2 separate regions of the Manis javanica genome follow, and region 2 is linked to region 1. A link is a contact called in public Hi-C data. All regions are on one chromosome and are shown on one strand. Each heading gives the region's core, a stretch centred on a gene start, on an enhancer-like site or on the middle of the called end of the contact. The rest is flanking DNA. Distances are from core to core; before and after follow the strand shown.

Region 1 (5,725 bases), core at 878-3,377:
TGAAGAGCATGGAGTTAACTAAATTTAAACAATCCTGTCTATGACATCACTTAAAATACAATTTATCAGACAAGAGGGGAATGTAGATGTTAGGAGCAAGGGGATATTACACAAGAATGCAATTCAACACTTTAGCCCATTCTGAACAAAACAGTTTGAATTAAAAAATGAAAAGATTGTACTGAGTAAAGGAAAACTGTATACAACATGGGTTCTACAAAAAGTGTCACCAATCATCTTATGTACGAGAGCGAGATCTGCTATGACGGGGAGAATAGCGTGGTGATCCTCTGCTTCTCCTTGGGGAGTAACTGCGACTCCTGCTGTTGCTTCTGCTACGGCTTCTGCTACGACTACGGCTTCGAGATCGAGATCTTCCATAACTTGGACTTCTGGGCCCATCAACTTTAACCCGGATGTAGGCAGTTTCTCCCTATTGAATAGACAGAACTTTCGATTGAAAAATCGAAGCTTTCACCTGTCTTCAGGCATGCTGAACGAATACAATGTAACTAAAACCAGAAATCTGGCACTTTACTTGGATACCCTTTCCTGAATCTTACCTTCAAATTCCACTGTTAAGACCACTGTATCCAATTCTGGCCAAAGAAAAGAATCAATGTATAACCTACCTCATGAGATCTAAACTTAGTGTTATCCAGTTTTCGAACTGCATAGGTCATATCTTCTTTCCGTACAAACTCCACGACACCAGTGCCATCTCGGTAAACATCAGCATAACATACATCACCTGCTTCACGCATGTGATCCTTCAAATCCTGCCAGCTTCCACTTGGAGGCAGTCCTGAAAAAGTTTTTTTCCAATACTAATTAGCCCAAATTTCACACTAAACTTAAAATTTTCTTAATTTTCAGTAATTTAAATAGTTTAAAATTTTAATGTTACATTAGAACAAAGATTACTTTCAAATTGGTGATTATATTTAAGGTCCTAGGTAAAGAGCTGTTAATTTAGGAAACCCTTAAATCTTCCAGATTCCAGAACCAAAATTAACTAGGTAAAAAATATTCATACTCTGGGTAAATAATTTGGTCTGTCTCCATTACAGTAATACTTACCTACTCAACTCACACGAGAAATTAAAGACGAAGCACAAAAAATTACATTTGTCAAATTGGTCACGCAAAGAAAACTTTACAGTGGTTTCCGACCCTTCTCATCAATCCACACAATAAACTTACCAGAGACAACCACTCTGTTTTCAGAACGCCTGGACGGGGGGCCATAGCGGCCTCGGGGAGCCCCGCCGCCTCCACCCCCGCCGCCGCCTCGGCCTGTACCACGGCCGCTTCGAGGAAACTCCACCCGCAGACGGTATCCATCGTAATCATAGCCGTCGCGACCATACACGGCGTCTTCCGCATCTCTGCGTGATCACAGAAAAGCAAACGGGCGTTAAGAAAGAGGACGGGGAGGGGCAGCCCACTCAGTCGGGACCCAGCTGCCCCCTCCTCCCCGCACATGCGCATTCAGCGTGGAGGAGCCCACATGCGCTGCATAATGGGAACTGCCCTTCCCCCACCCGGCACTCCAGGTTCCCGAACACACCAGCCCTCAGCGCCTCAGTTTCCCGCTTCGAGCTTGCGAGTCGGCTCTGGGGACGTCCGTGAGGTTCAGGGCCCACAGACGCCACACCGACTCGGCTCCTTACTCAACTCCTGCCTGGGAGATATCGTCTTGCCCCCAACCTAAGACCCCCACGTCCCCGTTCTCTATGTTAAAGGCCTTTCCCAACTACTCCGACCTATTTCCTCAAGGCCGCAAGCCCCAAGCTGCCTCACCGCGGGTCCTCGAACTCAACGAAGGCGAAGGGCGGTCCTCCGCGGCGATTCTTGAGATCGATGTCGCGGATAGCGCCGTATTTGTAGAACACGTCCTCAATGTCCTTGGTTCGGATGTCTGGAGGTAAGTTACCCACATAGATGCGGCAATCATTGTTCCCTGCCGGGCCACGAATCACACCACCTCCCGACATGGCGGCGACGAAAAGCGCGAACTCGAGAACAAGCCTTCCCACCAAGCCTAGCGCACGGCAGAGCGAGCCCGCAGCGACACCACGTCTCCCGCGGCCCCTCCAAAATGGCGCCTTTATCAGCTCGGCGCACGGATATGGGGGGAGGGAGGAAGAGAAGCAGGGGAAAACAGCTATTCGATCTCACTACGCACGCGCAAGAACGTAAACGGCCCTGCGACGCAGCCGCTCACGCACGCGCAACGTCACCCTCCGCGCGAAGGGAGAAAAAAGTTCCTTGCGTTCCCGATTTGCGGAGTAGTTTGCTAATGGAGTGACTGGCTGTTTGGGAAAGATTAAATACGTAGCCCTCGTTAAGAGGTCATTAATCCTTGTCGAGTTTTAAAGGATAGTCAGTTTCCCCAGTAATGAGCCTCTTTTAAAACAACGCGCCTTGAAACGGTTCGGTAAAACCTAGTGCATTTTCCCATCATGCTCTGAGGCATTAACGGACTTTGGCGGGAAAGGCTTGGGGGCGGAGTCAAAAGGGGAGGGAGCCAGATGGTTGCTCCGGAAACCGGGCGTGTGGAGAGTGCGCGTAGTCCTGCAGCCGAGGTTTCTGTGATTCCGGCGAGAGCTAGGGCTTTGTCCTCCCCGAGTTCTGTGAACAGGCCAAGGGCTACAAGACAATTGCTCGCGAACCCAGCTTAGATTATTTAGTAAATGTTCTACACTAAATACCGTTCCATCTTCGGTTCAGAATTTAACTTTGTATAGCTCAAGTCAAGGTGGTTCGTGGCCTGATCAGTCACTGGTGATAATTGCCAGCTAGGACCCAAACCTCTGCTTCTCTGGTTGCTTATCGCTAGGCCTAGCCTGGAGGAGAGGTTCAGTGAGTTCCTAGAGATGAACTGCGTATTTCAGTCAGCTTTTCCCAGAAGTCACAGTTAATAAGGGAACACAAGTATGTTCAAAATATGAAGTGCCTTTGAGATTTAAAAAATAGATTGTTTAGGAGAATGGCATAGTTAGTTCTGGAAGTTGACTGAGTATATTTTACAAATGTCTTTCAGTGATTGATTCCAAAATACAAATTAAATTTGATCCTCCACAGTTTCATAGAGGATCTTTGGTATTCCTTTAACTCCGTGATGGTTTCCGAAATTTTGTGTATGTGTGCATGTGCTTTTTTTCTGCAAAGAGAAGAGGATTTGAAATTTTGTTCATATTCTTTAACGGTGTTTGTATATCCCAAAAGAGAAAAGAACCTTTGAAAATTTCGGAGGGAAGGACAGATTGGCTAACCTTTAGACGAACCTTCAATTATATTTTTTTAAACTAAGCTTTTATCTCAAAATGTACACACCAAGATAACTTTTAGCAGGTCTGGAAAGCAAATCTGGCAATTGATTAGTGAATGAGGAATCAAAACAAAATCAAGTGAATCGTTTTGAGGAATATTTAATTAGATCTGATGTGAGATTTAGATCATGGTGAGATCTGATCCCTGCCCCTTAATGGAGCTATACCTCTTAAAAGAAGAAATTCATACCCCCTGGATTTTGTGTGTCTGTTCCCAGGACAGTGCTGGGTAAAGACTGGCAATTCTCTTGCTGCGGGCTAATCTTCGTGTAAAATGTATCAAAACCCCATACTAGTCAGTTGATTAGATTTTTGCTGACCGAATTACAACCACTTCCAGCTCTGCCTTCTGAGATTACATCTTCATTTTAACTAGGGGCTGAAAGTGTTTCTAAACTTTAGTTACACATTCACAGGCAGTTTTAAGGATTGCTCCCCCAGCCAACTAATTTATACATATGGATTTTACCAGTTTAATTCTTAGAAGCTGCCTTATTCTCTACACTGTTGCTATTTATGAAAGGTTACTTCCTCAAAAAAAAAACTTTTTAAGTGCTTTCAATTCAATCTAGTAAGTGTGTACTAGTGTCAGCACTATACTTTACCCTGGAAATAATTATTTGTAGTGGTGGGTGGGGAGGAGGGGGTTGTACAAAAAAAAATTCAGTTAATTACTATCAGGGTTGAAATCCTAAGACACAGTTTTCCAATGATTTGCCAAACACTTAAAACTCTACCTGTGGTGATAGTTACACAACTCTGTAAATATGCTAAAAATCATTGAAGTGTACATTTAAACCAAGTGAATTGTTTAGTAAATTCTAACTTAATAAAACTTAAAAAATACTTCCACAATCAGTAAAGTCACTAGAACCGTTTCTCTAAAGGCTTTGTGGGAAGGAGGGGAGAGAAGTTCTAGAGTAATTTGCCCTAAAATACGGCTTCACTAATATGGAAATTCTGTTTTCAGTATTTGTGTGTCAATCCCTACTGTCTTCCTTGGGGGTAACTGTTATTTTTACTAGGTAAAGCGACACAAAAATAGGAATACTTGATTGTACTGTGTGTAGGAATACTTTCAGGAACAATTCACCTGCATAATTCTCTAGTTCTTTGTTCCACTTATTCTAGTGATAAATATTTTCTGAAAAAGGAAGAAATAGTACATATCTCTTTATTTCATTTATATTTGTCTCATCTTCCTTAGAAACTATGTTGAGAACAGGGTTCTGCTGTAACTCCCCTTTTTACCAGTAAATTTTCTGTTAAAATGGTTATTATTGACTACTAATTGCTCTTTGAAAAAGGTGGGATATTAGATGAGCAGAATGTTTCTATGGAAACTTCATCATGTTGCTGTCAGTGGGTAGACACAGTGGGTACAGGGTTGTTTTTCATTTCACAGTATAATAATGATGGCCACTTTTCAAGCCCAAATAAGTCATCCAATAATATAGTCTTGTTATTCTTATTTTAGGACTGGCCTCCCTCATTCTTTGATTCTTCTTGTTTTGTTTTTGGCTAATGCTTCCCACCATTGATAACAATAGGATATTATTTTGCCAGAAAAAAGCTCTTAAAATGATCTCTTACAAAGAGATACTTTTTACCATGTCTTCTGTTTTCCATATAATATTACTCCCTCTCTCCATCTTCCAGCTTAGTTCTTCCTCTTAAAAATTAAAACCAATTCATAATGTACATTTCCTAAATTGGAGTAGATGCTATTTAAGAAATTATATTAAAATGTGGCAGATATACTTTATTTGCTAAAATTGCTACTTTTTTGGCAATTTAATCTTACAGTGTGAGTCATACAAATGGTTAGCTGTTATTATTAGTAATAATAATGGTATGTGTTAATACTACTGCTAAGTATGTTAGAAATAACTTCAATAAAAAATTTTTTATTTGAACTTTTGAGAGTATGACTATTTTTCTTCTCTTTATTGTTTTAAAAGATATCCCAGATTAGCTGAAAACTCTCGATTACCTTTCTAAATTCACATGCAGAGTTGAGTGGCTACAACATAGACTACATGTCCCACAAGCCTAAAATATTTGTTACCTGACTCTTTACAGAAAAAGTTTGCCATCCTCTGACTGAGAGAAAAATAATCTGCTTTTGTAATTTTTGCTTAAACCTAATTCATGAATTCAGTTTTGTCATGTTCTCTTTCTCAGAGTTTTTTTTTTGAGAGGGCATCTCTCATATTTATTGATCAAATGGTTGTTTACAACAATAAAATTCCGTATAGGGGACTCAATGCACAGTCATTAATCAACCCCAAGCCTAATTCTCAACAGTCTCCAATCTTCTGAAGCATAACGAACAAGTTCTTACATGCTGAACAAGTTCTTACATAGTGAATAAGTTCTTACATGGTGAA
Region 2 (5,725 bases), core at 1,791-4,290, 130 kb before region 1:
AAAATGTGACCCAGGACTTATAAAATGGCTTACTGTTGACAGGTAGACTTGAAGTTTGGATTGAAGAGATCAAAAGCTTTTTGACCAGATCCATAGGCTGCATAAAATTTCCTAGAAAATACAAAAAACAATATAAATTTCCAATTATAGATAATGTCCAAGAATTAAGTAAGAAATAACTCCTGGGTCCTAAGAAGGATAACATGACTTAAAGCCTGAGCCTAACAGTTTTTGTAGTTTTTTAAAAAATAAGTAACACATGCATGTGATGAATACATCACATTACAAAAAGGCATCCAGTGACAAGCAACACTCCTCACCTCTGCACCCCAACCCCTGAGTTCCCCTCCCATGAAGCAACACTAACCAGTTTCTTGTCTATCTATCCAGGAATATTCTACCAATAGACCAGCATATATGCACTATCCTTCCCTGTCTCCAACGCTGAGGATAGTAAACACTATTTTACATCTTGCCCTTTTTATTCAGTAGTTCTTAGAGATCACTTCAAACCAGTGTCTGATTTTTTTTCCAGCCCTTTGCTACTCTAGACAGTACTGAAATGATTACCTTTAACTGTATTTCTTAGTGCACTGTGCAAGTAAGTCTGTGAATGAATTTTTAAAAATGGTATCGAGTCAAGGTATGTGCATTTGTAATTTGGCCTTCTAAATTGCTTTGAAAAGCAGTTGTGCCAAATCGCACTTGAACCAGTAACATATGAGTGCCTATTTCCCCATACCCGGACCAAATTATTTGTTTTAACATTTTGATCTGTCAATTTGATAGGTGAAAAATTACAACTCATTATAGTTTTGTTTTGCTTATAAAACACATTAGATATCTTTTTTTGTATGGAAAAGCAAACTGAATTTCCTTTTCTGTGACCTGTCTATGGTCTTTGTCCATTTTTTTTAACTTGATCTTTTTATTATTCACCAATAAGAATATTTATAGCATGTAGATGGGAAATTAACCCTTCATCATACATGATGCAAAAGTTTATCCCAGTATGTCAACTGACCTTTGATTTTGCTTGTGGCATTTTTTTATGCAGAAAATTTTAGTATTTGCATGTATGGCTTCTGGGTTTTACGTCATGCTTAGAAAGACCTTTATCACTCAGATTATTTTTTTAATTCTCCCATTTTTTCTTCTAGTACTTTTATGATTTCACTTTTTATATTCATTCAGGTTTTGACATATCTAGAATTCATTTTATTTATAAAATGTTCTTTAAAACACCAAAAAAAACCCCACAAAGATAAAGGTTAACAAAACTACTTAAATACAAGTTATTTTAGCATTAACAGTAATAATAAAAGAGAGCAGTAAACTATTCCACATTCTCCAATGACCTATAACCCAGTTCCACTACAATCCACACAGAAGTACAATTAACGTATAAATGAACTTCAAACACATCCCAACCAAGTATATACAATGGGCCTGAACAGAAAAGTGCTGAAAAAGTATTTAATGCCCCCAAAATCTCATGTCCTACCTTGAAAATTTCCAAGCTGAGCAAGAACATATTTATTTCCCTATCTCAAAGGAGTGTTGTTGGGGGGAAAAAAATTTCACTAAAATGAAAGACGCCTTAACCTCAACAGAGAACATAATGACTGTAAATTCTGTTTTCTTACATCCAAGAACAGGGTTGAAAATAAAGGATATGTATTAATTTCAATTAGGCACAACCTCTTATGTTAACATTTAAGAAAAAAGTAACTACACAAATTCTAGGTACTAAAAACTAACTGACATCAGTTTTTTGAGGAAAATGGTTTGTCAGTAAATTCCCAGTGATTTGACCTCCTCGAGGCTCACAGTCTTCATCAATAAAATGGAGACAAGGATACCTACCTTACAGGGTTGGAGTAAGGCCTAAATGAGATAATGTTTGTTTTGTTAAGGGCTTAGCACAGTGCCTGCCACAAAACAGATGTGCAGAAAGAGGCAGCTATAACTGCAAGTTGATCAGTCCCGTTGCTGGACTCCAGATTCCACTTCTCACCTTGTATCTCTCACGTCGGGGAGGGGCGCTGACTCCCTAGTTTGTCTAGATATATAAGACCGCCACAGGGCCAGCCCGGACTCAATTCCTATTTAAGTTACCAGACTTCTAGCTAAACCTTTCCTTCGGAAGTTCTGCTGCGTCCTGCCCGCCCTGTGGGCTTCGCACTCACGCTCTAATCCGATCCTCGTGATAAAAGATGTCCTGGATGTGAGCCTTGGCTTTGCCATATCGCAGGCGGGGCCTTCGGAATACCGGCTCTCTCAGCGGGGGAAAGGCGTTATATACGTCAAACCAGAGAGGCTTCTCCTTCAACACCCCAGCCCGCATCAGGTCCCGAGTCCTTAAGGAAGGGGAAAGAACGAAGGCCTGTCATGTACAACAGCCTAAGCCCCTGAATCAGTTTAGCCACCACAACCGGAGACATCTACGGGCTCATGGACCAGCAGGAAGACGGACCAGAGCATGGGTGCTCCCCACCTAGAGGTAGGCATTTCCACATTACAAACCAACCTAACAATGCTATCATCTTCTACGCGTCCCACCCGCCTTCCCCATCCCTTGTCCCGTCGAGGAAAACGCAAAGATGGTCCAGCCTGGCCCATCGGCCTCCTTCTTCTTCCTAGAGCTCTCCACCCGAAGAGGGGTAGAGGTGCAATCTTAAACGTGATAGAGTCAAGGAGTGGTGTCGTCAAGCACAACTATTCGGAGGCAGGCAAGAGCACAAGAGAGCCTCCCTCGGCTCCAGCACCGGCCCTCCGGAGAAGGCCTCGCCGGCTCAGACCCACCCAAGGAAGAGCGGGGCCCGCTGAGGACCTCTGCCCGGGGAGGCGCCCTCAGCCCAGCCCGGGTCCGAGCACACACCGCGTGAAGATGCTGCCCACGGCTTCCAGCCGCGTCCCCGCCATGACGGACACCTCGGATCAGACGCAACCGGGGGCTACCGGAACCGGAAGCGCCAGTGGCAGGCAGATGGGCGTAAATTGCTGACCGAGCCCAGGATTGCCGCTCTGGCGCCGCGGCCCCAACGGGAGAGCGGAGCCAGGCAGAAGCAAAGGATGGGCCGAACTGCAGCGCCCCGAGGCCACCCGGCAGGCTCAGACGGGAACACTCGCTAGCCGAGCCGAAGGGAGGGAGCGAGCCCAAGCCGGGCAGAAGCAATAAATGACCGATGTAGAGGAGGAATTAACTGTGGTGGTTGCTTTTTCCCTTTTGGCTTCACAGTACCGACTCTTCTCGAGAAGGTGGGGCCACGCCGCGGGAGGATGATGGGGAGGTGCCTCCAAAGTCCCGGGGAACTAACCCAGGCCGTGGAATCCACAGAGGCCGAGGGGAGAGGTCGGCAGCTGCAGGCCCGGACTGCACCTAATCTTAGTTGGACTCACAGACTATGCAGAAGGAAACCGAGGCCCTGGGAGGAGCAGTCACTTGCCTAAGGTGGCACTAGAGTCCTAGCCTCCGCCCTCCGTCTCCTGCTGTTTAGCGCTCCCCACTAAAGCCTCAGACCCTGGAGCGCCTTCTGCATCCGCTCTAACAGGGATGCTGCCGGCAACTAGAGTTACTCTGCGGGAAGCGTGCTGGCTAGCTGCTCTTTCAGCTTGAAAAGTGAGTGTCCGTCCGGAATACGCATTCCGAAAAGGAAACTCAAAAATATGGGGAAAGTAGTATCTCAGGGTTACCTTTAGGTCCAATAATCATACTTCGGGTAAAGTACCCCATAGAAAACACAATTTCATGAGGATATTTGTGCAAGGATCGGCATTGCAGCATTATTGTAGTGGGGAGAAGTCCGTCAAATGGGAAATGGCTGGAAAAGCGTGGTTCATATAGTCTGCAGAATCCTATGCAGCTATTCAAATGAAGGAGATCAAGTGTGTTTGCCTAGATGAATGCCCATGACCAGAAATGCCTTTAGTGGGATCCTAACCTGCTAAGAGAAAGAAGAAAACTCCTTTATTTGTGTTTGTGTTTGCACGAGAATAGAAACTATGTGGAAGGACGCACAGACTGTGAACATTGGTTATCTCCAGTGAAATTGCTGGAGAAGGGGACCTTTTTTCTTTGTATCTCCCTCAGACTTAAACCTGTAAAAAGTTTGTATTCATATTTGAACGTTTAAATCCAGTGACATGTTTTGGATCACATACATACAAAATATCTCCCAGGAGCCCATGATCTTTTGTCAGCCTGAAAGAGCATCAAGTCATCCCAGAATTCTCCCACTGAGTGAGGGGCTGGCGAGGAGGAGGAAAGAAATGTTTGATGAGCAGCTACTGCTTGTGTTTTCTCAGAGAATCCACACGCCTACTCACAAGGTGGCTGTTATCATCCTCAATATAGATGAGAAAGTGAGGCCACAGGGGATTAAGTAACTAGTCTGATAGGTAACACAGAGCCAGGCTTCCAGGCCAGCCTGGGCCCTTTCCAGGACCCTGAAATGCCACCTTAGCTATGCCTTCAAATTGGAGACTGGTGGATGGAGGGCGTCCGGCAAAACTGGCTCCAGGGACAGGGAACAGAGTGATTTGATGCCCACAGCTGACCGAGAGATGGGCTTTACTGCTGCCTTGGGTCCCTCTGGAACAAGGAAGAGCACAGCTCTGGCTGCTGGGCCAAGTGTGGAGATTCCAGTCTTCCAGTCCCAGAAAGGTATGACATACTTTGCTCTGGGAAGAGCAAACAGGCTCGTGGCTAAATATAGTCTTCCCAGACCCATAGAAAGTTTCTAATTCTGTCCAAGTCAGAGCTAGCTGCCAGCCTAGACCGCATACTTCCTTTCTCCCACTCAGGCCTGCCCCCATAGGCCACTGCAGTTACTGCTGCTAAAGAATTGGAAGGAGTTATTCCAAATTCGGAGTGGGGAGCCAAATACTCAAACCCTCAATGGGGGAGGAATTGCAAGGGGAATATTTTCTCTCTAGATCTTCTGGGGAAATCCCTTCCATTTCTGAGCCCTTCAAGTTTCTCCTGCAGCATCATGTTTAATGTTTTAGTGACTGAGGGAGCAGATGTTAGTAGATAGAGTAGGAGGACCATGGAGACATGTGAGCAAGATGGATTGGGAACCCTCTGAGCCTGCAGCAGGCAGGGGGTGCCCCAGGGAGGGTTCATTCATAATATAGGAGGAAGCTGAACAGGCAGCTGGGAGCAGGCAGAATTGACATTACAGGTTTTCTGTCTTCTCACCAGGACCTCTCAAGGCTGCAAGGGGCTCATACACTCATGCCGTGCCCTGAACCCAGAACCTGGATTATCTCATTCAATTGTTTGACTACCTGATGCCATAGGTAATGTCCTGGCAGTCTTACAGATAAGGAAACAGAACTTATAAACTCTCCAAAATAACATATTCTTTCCACTACACCACTTGGCCCCATTTTCATCCTACCACATCACACTGTAGATGTGTCCACTAATCATGTGGGCAAGTTACATAACTTTTTAAGCCTCTGTTTCCCCAGCTGTTAAAATGTGGATGGCAGTGTCAGTTATCCGAGTGGCTTGTTGCAAGAGTAAGAGTGATCATTCATTCATGTAAAGCACTAATTGCAGCACCTGGCACATAGCGAGGGCTCAAAACAATCCTGATGGCTATTATAGCACTGCTCTTACTGTTGTGTCCCATAAACTACTGATTGCCACCTGGGACTGCAGCATTTTGATGAAATTCCATAGGTTGCCTTATTGTTCGATTTTCTTGTTAAATGA

Evidence for each region. A called contact is a pair of places that touch in the nucleus more often than the background predicts.
Region 2: a Hi-C map of blood shows a contact between it and region 1, with 4 times the contacts expected there. The contact joins the promoter of MRPS23 here to the promoter of SRSF1 in region 1. A contact is called at or near these places in 2 of 2 Hi-C or Micro-C datasets (blood and fibroblasts).

The regions. Positions count from the first base shown.
Region 1 is chr4:149,900,834-149,906,558 of MJ_LKY, reverse strand. SRSF1 (serine and arginine rich splicing factor 1) reads right to left here and starts at 2,127. Exons shown (of 4, transcript XM_073235391.1): 1 at 1,804-2,127; 2 at 1,204-1,388; 3 at 633-805. The coding sequence starts at 1,997.
Region 2 is chr4:150,032,492-150,038,216 of MJ_LKY, reverse strand. MRPS23 (mitochondrial ribosomal protein S23) reads right to left here and starts at 3,040. Exons shown (of 5, transcript XM_017669374.3): 1 at 2,882-3,040; 2 at 2,190-2,360; 3 at 34-111. The coding sequence starts at 2,925.